2 separate regions of the Mus musculus genome follow, and region 1 is linked to region 2. A link is a contact called in public HiChIP or PLAC-seq data. All regions are on one chromosome and are shown on one strand. Each heading gives the region's core, a stretch centred on a gene start, on an enhancer-like site or on the middle of the called end of the contact. The rest is flanking DNA. Distances are from core to core; before and after follow the strand shown. Region 1 overlaps Tmem178 (transmembrane protein 178). Region 2 has its middle 21 kb from the start of Gm33538.

What was found. HiChIP or PLAC-seq counts read pairs in DNA pulled down with a chosen protein or histone mark.
Region 1: an HNF4G HiChIP or PLAC-seq map of pancreatic cancer cells shows a contact between it and region 2. The contact joins two enhancer-like sites. A contact is called at or near these places in 1 of 15 datasets of contacts at CTCF or cohesin (the NIH/3T3 cell line), 13 of 484 Hi-C or Micro-C datasets (cerebral cortex, cortical neurons, embryonic stem cells and 1 more), 5 of 115 datasets of contacts at active chromatin or transcription factors (bone marrow-derived macrophages, embryonic basal ganglia, embryonic fibroblasts and 2 more) and 1 of 9 other capture datasets (embryonic stem cells).

What each region holds. Positions count from the first base shown.
Region 1 is chr17:80,980,694-80,986,225 of GRCm38.p6, reverse strand. It overlaps Tmem178 (transmembrane protein 178), which reads right to left. Exons shown (of 4, transcript NM_026516.2): 2 at 1-46. Among named protein-coding and RNA genes, the nearest start is that of Tmem178, 39 kb to the right of the region's middle. Within about 2 kb of position 4,250, at least 71 of the 459 cell types and tissues checked have an H3K27ac peak or open chromatin away from gene starts, as enhancers often do. A contact at or near this core is called in bone marrow-derived macrophages and pancreatic cancer cells, where this site is marked.
Region 2 is chr17:80,761,703-80,766,924 of GRCm38.p6, reverse strand. No RefSeq gene overlaps it. Among named protein-coding and RNA genes, the nearest start is that of Gm33538, 21 kb to the left of the region's middle. Within about 2 kb of position 1,529, at least 48 of the 459 cell types and tissues checked have an H3K27ac peak or open chromatin away from gene starts, as enhancers often do. A contact at or near this core is called in bone marrow-derived macrophages and pancreatic cancer cells, where this site is marked.

The DNA of each region.
Region 1 (5,532 bases), core at 3,001-5,500, 220 kb before region 2:
GGCTGAGAAAAGTGGTACTTGATTGCTGTGCATCGCTGTGCAATACCTTGGAAAAAAAAGAAGAAATGAGATTTACTAGCCTCTTCATTTGTAATAGAATTCTGGAGCCCAAGGCAGAATAATTTATCCTAAACCAGGTTGAATGGGGAAGGAGCAGGGAATCTCATGATTACTGTCATTAACAGAGGCGACTCATGGCAGCGAAAACCAAAAGCTTGGAATAGAGTTTTAAAATCACATTCCATTTTATATGCATTTATATATATATATGTATAATCACTAAATGCTTTTCAACACTGAGTTCATATGACTTAAGCACATAACTATTGAGGGAGGGGGTAGATGTGCTCAAATGTACAAACGGTTGAAGAAAACCAGCTTAGAATTCTAAATGGATGCCTGAACACCCTGTTTGAATTTAATCTAGTTTCAAACTCTCAATTAAGTTTTTCCCAAAAATTCATTAGTGTATGTGTTATTTGGAAGCTAGAAGACATTTTTTCCTTAGACAACTTTGACACGGTGGTTTAGGAAGTAATTATAATTGATGAACATAAGTTTACTTAGTCTTCCAAGAGGCTGTGTCATCCCTTAATATCACTGACTTGAACTATGATTTTTTTTCTTCCCCTCAGCTGGTGGCATAGCTGGTCCCATATATGATACCGCTATGTGTAGCCATGGGGTCGTGTGCACCCCTCATCCTCTGTACCCAGTGCTCCTATTGACTGGCCTTGGTGTCTATTCTTCCCTTCTAGTCTTCCGAATTCTATGAACAGCATCTACCGTCTCTTAAAACTCAGCAACAAACAAAACATACTTCTCTGGGTCAGTCATCTTGGCCAGTTGTCTGGATAAATGCATCTCATTAAACTGACCTTAGAAACAGTGTGTGTGTGTGTGTGTGTGTGTGTGTGTGTGTGTGTGTGTGTGTGTGTGTTGTAGCCCTTTAACTGCAGCAGCTGTTAACTAGAGAATACTCACAGATGCCAATTAATTTCTAGTGGATAGGCAAACTCCCAAAAAGTAAAAAGACAAAGTGGATTTAAAAAAAAATCATAAAGCAAAAGGAGATTAATCTTATAGAAATAAATACTTGGCAAACCTGCCAAACACTAACTAATATTAAATAGGACATAAAATATCCTAGGAAGACACAAACTCAAAGGCTAACTCAAGGCAATAGGTGAGCTATTCTGACTGTATCTATAACAAGATAAGGGATGGAGTTAGTAATTAGCTTAGTGAGACCAGCCCTGTGAGGTAAAGCCCAAGACTTGGCTGATGAGTTTTACCAAATGTTTAAACAAGAATCAGCACTCCCTCTGACTCTTCAAAAACCAAACAGAAGTGGAGGAAACACTTCCCAACTGGATCTGAAATCAAGACATCACAAGAAAGAAAACTATATAATATCTTGTGTTTGTGCCTTGGGTGTCAGTCCTCAGGTCTCTCTGCCATTTTTACCCACCCACACTCTTTTTTCTTTCTTCCTCTCTCTCTCTCTCTCTCTCTCTCTCTCTCTCTCTCTCTCTCTCTCTCTCTCTCTCTCTTTGAGACAGGACCTCTCACTGGCCTGGAACTCACTAATAGACTAGGTAGTCTGACCAGTCAGTAAGTCTTTAGAGATGAACCTGTTCCCAGTTTCCAAGTGCTGGGAGCATAACCTTTACCATCCCATCCAGCTTGGATCTCAATCTCCCCCCGACTCCCCGCCCCTGCCCTGGTCCTTTAAAAAAACAAACAGACAAACAAAAAATATCATGGGTTCTGCAGATCAAAATTGTGTCCTCTTACACAACTCCAGGAAAATATGCCACTTTCTTTGATATTTTCTATGCAAAAACTGTTCCCAATACTAGCAATCTGAACTCAGCAACATGTAAAAAGCCATGCACCATGACCAGATGAGACACATGTCGGGAATACAAATGGGTTCACTAGACAAAGTTCAGTTTATGCAGAATACCATGTATGGACCAGAAGACAGAGATGACCTGATCATCCCAATTACACATAAAAATTATCTAACAAAACCTCCGTGAGGGATGGGGAAACGGCTCAGCAGGCCAAGGGCTTGCCCCATCAGCATGATGGCTGGAGTTCAGATCCTCAACACCTACATAAATACTGGCTGGGCGTGGCAGCCCATCCTAGTCCCAGGAGAAGCCCAGAGAGAGAGAAGGTCCCCAGAGCAAGCTGACTAGCTGATCTGTTGGAACAGGCACGTTCAAGTATGGTGCTCTGCCTCAGTATCTCAGATGCAGAGTAATTTATGTGGATGGCCAACATCAAGCCCTGGTTTCTACCCGCATCCACATATACTTGTTCCTCCACAAGGGGAGATAGAGATATACCAATACACCACACACATACACATATAAAAGTAATCCAATTGACATTCACCAACGACCCCAGGAATAATTATTCCACTAAACAAAAAATGTCTGAAGTTCAGAGGTTGAGGAATTAGCCTAGGCCACAGTACAACGACATAAGCAAGTCTTAATGTGTGTGTGGTTAGACAAACTGAATTCTTTAACTTTTAGAAACTGGTGCTAATTCTACAGATTTCTACAGTTATTGCTATTCTAAAGTAAAACGGTCAATTCGATATGAAAAATCGATTTTTTTTCCAATTCAGTACCAACGTGAGCACTTTTGGAAACAAAGCTGCTTCCTGGCAGAGGGCTGTGTCTGTCTCCATTTTCCACACCTGTCGATACATTTCATTTGGGGATTAGACCAGCTACATGGCTGACTCCATGGCTTCCCCACCTGCATCTCTTAGAAGCTGCCTCATGCTGGTGAAGAGGTACGGAATTGGGAAAACAAAACAAAAACCAGCTTTCTCAGACTCAGAGATGGTTTGCCTAGAACGACTTCTGCACTTAAGACACTGTGTGCTCCCTTAAACTACTCTAAACATCCCTGGGACTGATTCTCTCCTCTGTGCCTTCATAGTACCACGCAGTCCCCCAGGAGGCAGGGCTACAGGAAGAGGGCAATCGCCTGGCCGGTGCTCTGCTGGAGTGAGACCCGAGGCTAGCAGCGCAGACATCACCAGACACACTTCATATCCCTTGGATCTTAGTCTAATTGCCAAGGACGCTGATCGAGCATCAGAAGGTGGAAAGAGAGGGAGCAGATCTGACGAGCAGCACTCAAAAGTCTCAAAGATCAGAGGTCTGGTGGGGAAGCTCTGATATCCTAAGCTCGGTATACAAGAAAATGTCCTATGTTCCCAGTGCTCCACTCCTGGGGAAAAAATGATCAGAGAGACTCCGGACTTTGGAGAAAGAGTGTGTGAAGGACGGATCCGAGGCCAGCCACAAGACTTCCGATCTCCTTCTCTTTAATACGTGTTCTACCGCCACAGCACAAAGTGAGACAGATTTGAAGAGGAAAGTGTAATTATCAGGGTTTGGCTTCCCACATCCCAAGCATTAAGCCAATAAAAACGACACAGAAAAAGACCTGCTGGTGCTGGGTGGCTCACCAAAGCTATTGACTCAGAAAGAAAGACATGGACGGACAGTCTACATGGGTGAGCATGAATTCCCTGTGGTGATGGTAAGGAGTGATACCGGCAAAATCCACTAGGAGGCGTTAGACCCCAGTGCTCTCAAAGCCACACAAGCAAACTCTGAAATCAACCTTGCTTTCTGGGCTCAGAAAGGACGAATCTGGCGCTCTGCAAAGGAGCACAGAAAGCATGAGCTCATAGCACCAGATGGCATCGCACAATGAGGGGAAAAAGCATGCAGGGGGCTGAAAAGAACAAGCCGTGGTCTATATTTGGTGAATAATTAGCTTCTTACAGGGCCAAGTAAAGCCACTTTAAGGATGCTAAAAAACCATAGAATAAGATATATAAATAAATACATCCTACTGGATGAGGAATGGAGCCTTTGGTCTGGTGAATCGTTGCTGTTTCTACTGCTGACAATAGTGAACTAGCCCCACAGCTAGTGAGTCGCGGGGACACACGGGGAGGTTAAATAAGGGAGAGACATAGCAAGTATGAGATACTACAAAACTCACAGTAATTCAACACTGAGACGTCATTCAGGCTTCGAACCTGGGCAGAGAGACAGGACGTGGGTTTGAATTACAGCTGTGTAAACTTAGCAAATCCTTTAACCTGCGCCTGAGTTCCCTCTCTTATAAAAGCAGAGGTCTGATGGCATAGACTCTGTAGGGTTATTGTGAAGGGCTTAGCCCTTTATAAACCTCAATGCTGGACTGTGAGTCATCTCTTGGCAAATGCTCACATTCATTAGACAGAACCACTGCCCCATACCAGGAGGCTGGACCCTAAATGGCCATCGCAGATTAGCTCATGTGTACAAAGGGATAAACAGAACCATGCAACAGTTGCCCGGGGCAGTGATCCAACCACTGGTCCCTCTTGCCTGTCCACTCCTGTCTTCTGTGCAAGACTCCCAGCACTGGGCTCCTGCAGAGATTGCCAACTAACGTCGATATCACTCTTCTCTCAGACAGCAGGCCACATGTGTGCCACCGCTGGTCTAATCTGCTTTGTGATCACGTACGGTGTCTGGGGCCTCAGTAATCCCTGAGAGGTCTGGAGAGATGGGCTCAGAGATAGGTTCGGTGGCTAAAAACACGGGCTGCTTTTACAGAGAACCTGGGTTTGATTCCAAGCACCCATGTGGTGACACATAGTCATGTATAAAACCACTTCCAAACGATCTAGTAGCCTCTTTTGGTCTCTGAGAGCACCAGGCACACACATGGAATACAGAGAAACATATAGGCAAGACACATACACATAAAATCCTTCCTTTAAAAAATAAGTTAAATGTAATTTGAAGTCATCTTCCTGTATTTTGCAGTATCATGTTATATTGCTTTTTACTTTTTTTAAGATTTGTGTGCTTTTATTTATGTGTATGATTGTGTTGCCTACACAAATGTATGTGCACTATGTGTCTACTGCCCAGGAAGGCCAGAAGGGGGAACCAGATATCCTGGAACTTCAGTTACTGGTGTGGTGAGCCATGGCCTGGGTTCTGGGTTCTGGATTCTCTGGAAGAGCAGTATGGGGCCATCTCTCCTGCCCCCACTATATTTTTTACAACTCTCATTTTGAGAGAGGATCTCTTTACATAGGCCTGGTTGGCCTGGAGCTTGCTGTTAGACCAGGCTGGCCTCTGCCTTCCAAGTGCTAGGATTACAGTTATGTGCCACTATTCCCAGCTTACGTGGGATTTAAATTAGTGGCTGTGAGAGTTTTACTTGCCATAATAGATGCATTTATTTAAAAATAAAGTGCTTGGCACATATAAGCATTATGTACTTATTTATTACATAGCTTTAGTGTTCGGCCAATATGCCAACTTTCCAATTTTGACAACTGAGAGAGAGAGAGAGAGAGAGAGAGAGAGAGAGAGAGAGAGAGAGAGAGATCTCATACTCCCTCAGTGCATGATATTAGGGTTTCTGTGTATCATATCACACCGTGAGAACGTGTGAATGGCTTCCCATTGACTGGAATCTCTGTAGCCC
Region 2 (5,222 bases), core at 280-2,779:
GTTATTATATGGGTAACTGATTGGCCTAACATATTCCTTGCTTTGCTTTGGTTTGAGACAGGATCTCATGTAGCACAGGTTGGCCTTGAACTCACTATGTAGCTAAGGATAGCTTTGGACTTCTAATCCTCTTGCACCTATGTCCAGAATGTAGACATTTCCTTATTCTCAGATTCCACCAGCTTTTCTGTTTTGTTTGTTTGTTTGTTTGTTTGGTTGGTTGGTTGATTGGTTTTTTTTTTTTTCCTGGTGTTAGAAACTAAACCTGGGACCTGCTAGCTTATACTAGGCTAGTGCTCTACCACTGCCCTATAGACTCAGTTGTTAACTACTATTACTGACTTAATTATTAATACTGACTATCATTAGTATTCAATAAGTAGGTTGTAACTTTACTAACTCCAAAAGGGAGGCAGCACACGCCTGCCATCTTAGTACTTATAGGATCTAGTTGTGTCATGTTGGCGCCCTTTCTAGGACACCGTGACCTTAAAACTAAGTACTCATCTGTGATTATATCAGTTTATTCTATATTCAACTAACCTTAATCCCTGAAGGCTTCAGATTTTTTTCCCAACCTTAAACCCCCCCCCTGGGGGCTGGAGAGGTGGCTTGGGGTTTAAGCGCACCCCCTCCCACAACCCCTCCCCCATCCCTTGCTCCCGTTCTCCCCTGAGCATGTTGGGGCTCCCCTGGGTACCCCCTATTCTTCCTTTAGGAAAGGTGGACTGTATCAGGGTATTAGCAGCATTGAGATTATAGTACTGAGTATAGTACTGAGTATAGTACTGCTTTTGCAGAGGATCCAGATTTGGTTCTCAGCACCCATGTGTGACCACTCACAGCTGTCTGCAAGTCCAGTTGCATGGATCCAACACCCTCTTCTGGCCTCCATGAACTCCTACACACACGTGATGCACACAGACTAGTGCAAGAGAATAACACAGAAATGAATAAATATACACACCACTTAAAGCTAACTTAAAAAAAATCTAAAATTATCTCTACCAAACAACCTAATATGTAAGAAAACATCTTTCAGTTCATGTGGTGAAAGCAATCTATATGTATATAGAGAAAGTGACCTGGCTTTAAAAAAAATAGGTAAAGGGGAGACTTTTTTTTTTTTTAACATATGAGCTGGAAGTAAAATTCAGTTACATTCTGTTTTGTTTTTGCTGTTGTTTTTACTTATTCACTTTACATCCATTCACTGTCCCCATCCTGGTCACCCCCTTCCACAACCCCTCCCCCATCCCTTGCTCCCGTTCTCCCCTGAGCATGTTGGGGCTCCCCTGGGTATCCCCCATTCTTCCTTTAGGAAAGGTGGACTGTATCAGGGTATTAGCAGCATTGAGATTATAGTACTGAGTATCTCTAAGTTCCCTAAAGAATGGGCTTTTATTGACATTTTATATTTCCAAAGCAAGAGTGCTGTTTCAGATTCCTTGCCCAGTCAGTCTCTGGCATTTGCCTTGTGACGCTGAAGCTGTGAGTATTACATTACTGTACCATGAATCACTGCTGCTGCCCAGCAGGAAGTAACAACAGAAATGCAAAGAAATGGTGATTCTTTTCTTCCTGCTGTGAACTGAAGAGTGCACATGTTTTTCATTTAGGCATTTTCCTTCTGTATCAAAGATAGAAAACTGCAACTGCAATATAAAGACTTATTATATAAACATGGAGCATATAATTGTATACACATGGGCGTTTGTCTCTGTGTGCATACATGAATGTCTACAACTTTCTATAAAATTCTACCAGAGATATATGTTTCTTTCAATTATGGTTTTAAGACTCTATATCTTGGTTTTAAGTCTTCTCACCACAAAGAAATGATAAGAATACCAGGTAAGAGTGTTAATTGGCTTTACTAGGCTAGTCTGCATGTATACATATGTTAATATATCACATTGTACCTCATAAATTTAATCAATTATTTTTCTATAAAAATGAAATAAATATTTACAAATCAATATCTTTTTTAAAAAAATCTACATTTCAAGGCTGGAGAGATGGCGCAGCAGCTAGGAATGATCGTAGCTCTTATGCAGAAGACCTAAGTAGGTTTTCCAACACCTGAACCGGGATACCCACAAGCCTGTCACTGCAGCCCCAGGGATATCTGATGGCTCTGACCTCCTCAGCCAGCTGACTTCATGTGCACGTTCCCACACTTAGACAAACACATGCACATACACATAATTAAGAAGCAATAAAAATAGCCAAGCCGTGGTAGTATACACCTTTAATCCCAATACTCCAAAGGCAGAGGCAGGCAGGTCTCTGAGTTTAAGGCCATCCTGGTCTACAGAGTGAGTTCTAGGACAGTCAGGGCTACACAGAGAAACCCTGACTTGAAAATAATAACAGTAATTATTTTAGCAGTAGTATTAGTAGTAGTAGTAATTATTATTTTAAATGCACATTTAAAGATCAGTATAAAATAATCATACACTATATATATTTGATATATGGTTCTTTGAATGTCTATTTTTTTCTGTATCTAGTATGACTTTTTTTTACTAAGGTCAGATTTTTTTAACTTTAATATATAATAAACTAACCATATATACATTTCTTTCCTATGCTGCTAAGCAAAGCTTCTCAGAGAGAGAGAGAGAGAGAGAGAGAGAGAGAGAAAGAGAGAGAGCAAGAAACAATAAAGGAACTGGTTCTTTAGAAATCTGCAACTGTAGCATCAACCTTAAAAGTGAGACTCCTCCTGGGACTGGAGAGACAGCTCAGCAGCTAAGAGCATTTAGTGTTCTTGCAAAGGACCCTAGTTCAGATTGCTGCATCCATCCGTGTGGGTGGCTCACAATTGTCTGTAATTCCAGTTCCAGAGGATCCCATGCCTCTTCTGACACTCAGACAAGTATACACTGGTGTGTATGGGCACACAGATGCAAGCATGAGCACACACACACACACACACACACCATACATAAATAAAAAAATACACGTTTTTAAAGGGAAACTCTTCTTGAAAACGAATCTCGGTGAACCACTGTCGCATGCTTCTGAGCCAGGCTGTTAGTGCAGTGACGTGTGGCTAGTGAGGACATTCTGAGTCCTTCCTGTTACTTACAATGACCTTGAAATTCATTTCTGATTTGTTTACTTCAAATTTTCAAATTAAGAAAATTCTATTAGGCTTTTCACTATTCGCTAATTCTGGTCCCATCTGCAGACACCCACTACCCGCAAGAGCTGCCGCATCCTAACTCAGGTCCTATGTCAAACGTAAGAAGGGACCTTCCAGTCCTCTTCCTGTCGTACCTCAAAAGCAAGTCTCAGGGCAGCCACTGGGTTGAGTCTAGACTTAAGTCATGAAATCAGCTAATAGCCTACCACAGTTTTATCTCTGAGTTTGCATGAATTCCCAGTGTCATCCAGCTCAGTGAACAGAAGGCTGGGGCCAGAAGAGCTCTGTTCCAGTCCCAGATCAGTAACACGTGTGTGTGTGTGTGTGTGTGTGTGTGTGTGTGTGTGTGTGTGTGTGTGAGAAACAAGCACAGATAATGGTACGGTACTCTTCCCTAAGTGGAAAACAGAAGTCAGAGCTCTCAAGCACCCTTCAGCACCCTGGGATACATGCTCTCCCTGTGTATTTTGAGTGAACAAGAAACCGTAGATCATACTCCAAAGCTATTTTTCGAATAAGGGGTGAGACCAACACCAGCAGCCCGGAGACTCGTGAGCTAAAAATAGATCGTGCGTCTGCTTATCTCAGAAATACTTCATATGCATTTTCTTAACTCGAGAAGTCAAGCTGAATTTGATTAGGCACATGTCTACACATCCCACAAGCCCACCCTTACTACAGAAGAGCATAGAAATTGAAAAAAATGTCACATACTTCATGGTGCGAGTCAACTTCTTTCCAAATGACACTTCCTTTGAAATGGCATAAATCTGGAGTTTGCTTTTTTTTAAATAATGCTTCTTTTTAATTTTCAATTTTGATTGTGATGTAATGGCTCAAATCTACATTTCAAAGCTCATAAAACTGAGTTTGCCACCAGGCCTGAGCGTGACATCTCCTTTTATGGACCCAAATAAAGAACAGTGAGCTGGATTATTAGATAGGCTTTTGTTCTTTTCCTCAAATATTTGCATGAATTATTCAGCTTTTGTGTGGCTGGAGCTTTGAAATATTCAAATTCCTTGAACTATTTCATTATTTAAGATTTCTATTTTTTTCCCCTGGCAGTGTAGACTCGGCGTGGTCATCACTCCCCATAAGTGCCTACACTGAGCTGAGTCGCCTCCCTCACGTGACAGAGGAGACACAGAAAGCAGCTTTTCTCGGAGGTTTGCACCCAGCAGGGATAGGAAACCCTGAAACCACAAGGTGCTTCTGAACCACAAGTTACAAAGTCAGAGAAAAACGAAACATCTTCCAGGGTGCCCTGAAGGACCTTGAGACATGAAGTCACTCAGCCCAGGCCGGCCTCGAACTCCCTATGCAGCCAAGGTTGATAGCACTAGGAATCCATGCCAGGCAAGCACTCTGCAAGCTCAGCTGTCTCCAATCCCCACTGAGAGGAGCTGGCATCTCAGATGAACCCCGAAAGACCAGGTGGTATATCACAAGTAGAAGGACAGTGAAATAAGGATCTAAAAAGCTCAATTTCTTTTTTTCTTTTTTCCTTTTTTTTTTTTTTTTCGAGACAGAGTTTCTCTGTATAGCCCTGGCAGTCCTGGAACTCACTCTGTAGACCAGGCTGGCCTCGAACTCAGAAATTCTCCTGCCTCTGACTCCCAAGTGCTGGGATCAAAGGCGTGCGCCACCACACCCGGCTAAAATCTCAATTTCTTAAACTAGGCAGTGGGGGGGGCACGCCTTTAATCCCAGCACTTTGGAGGCAGAGGGCCGGCAGATCTCTGAGTTTGAGGCCAACCTGGTCTACAGAGCAAGTTCCAGGACAACCAGGACTACACAAAGACCTGCCTCAGAAAACAAAACAAAACAAAACAAAACAAACAAACAAACAAACAAACAAAAAACCTCAACTTCTTTATTCACGCTCATTTAATTCTCTAATGTTCCTGTCTGCATCTTTGAAATCCCATTAGGAGACTTCTAGCTGTGATGATAGGTTCTCTGGTCTTCTCTTTGATTCTGCCTCCTCATCTGACAAACCCGTGGGACAATCCCAGGAGCCTCTTTCTTAGAGCTGCCCCTCATTGTGAGGTGAGAAGGAATCCCCCAG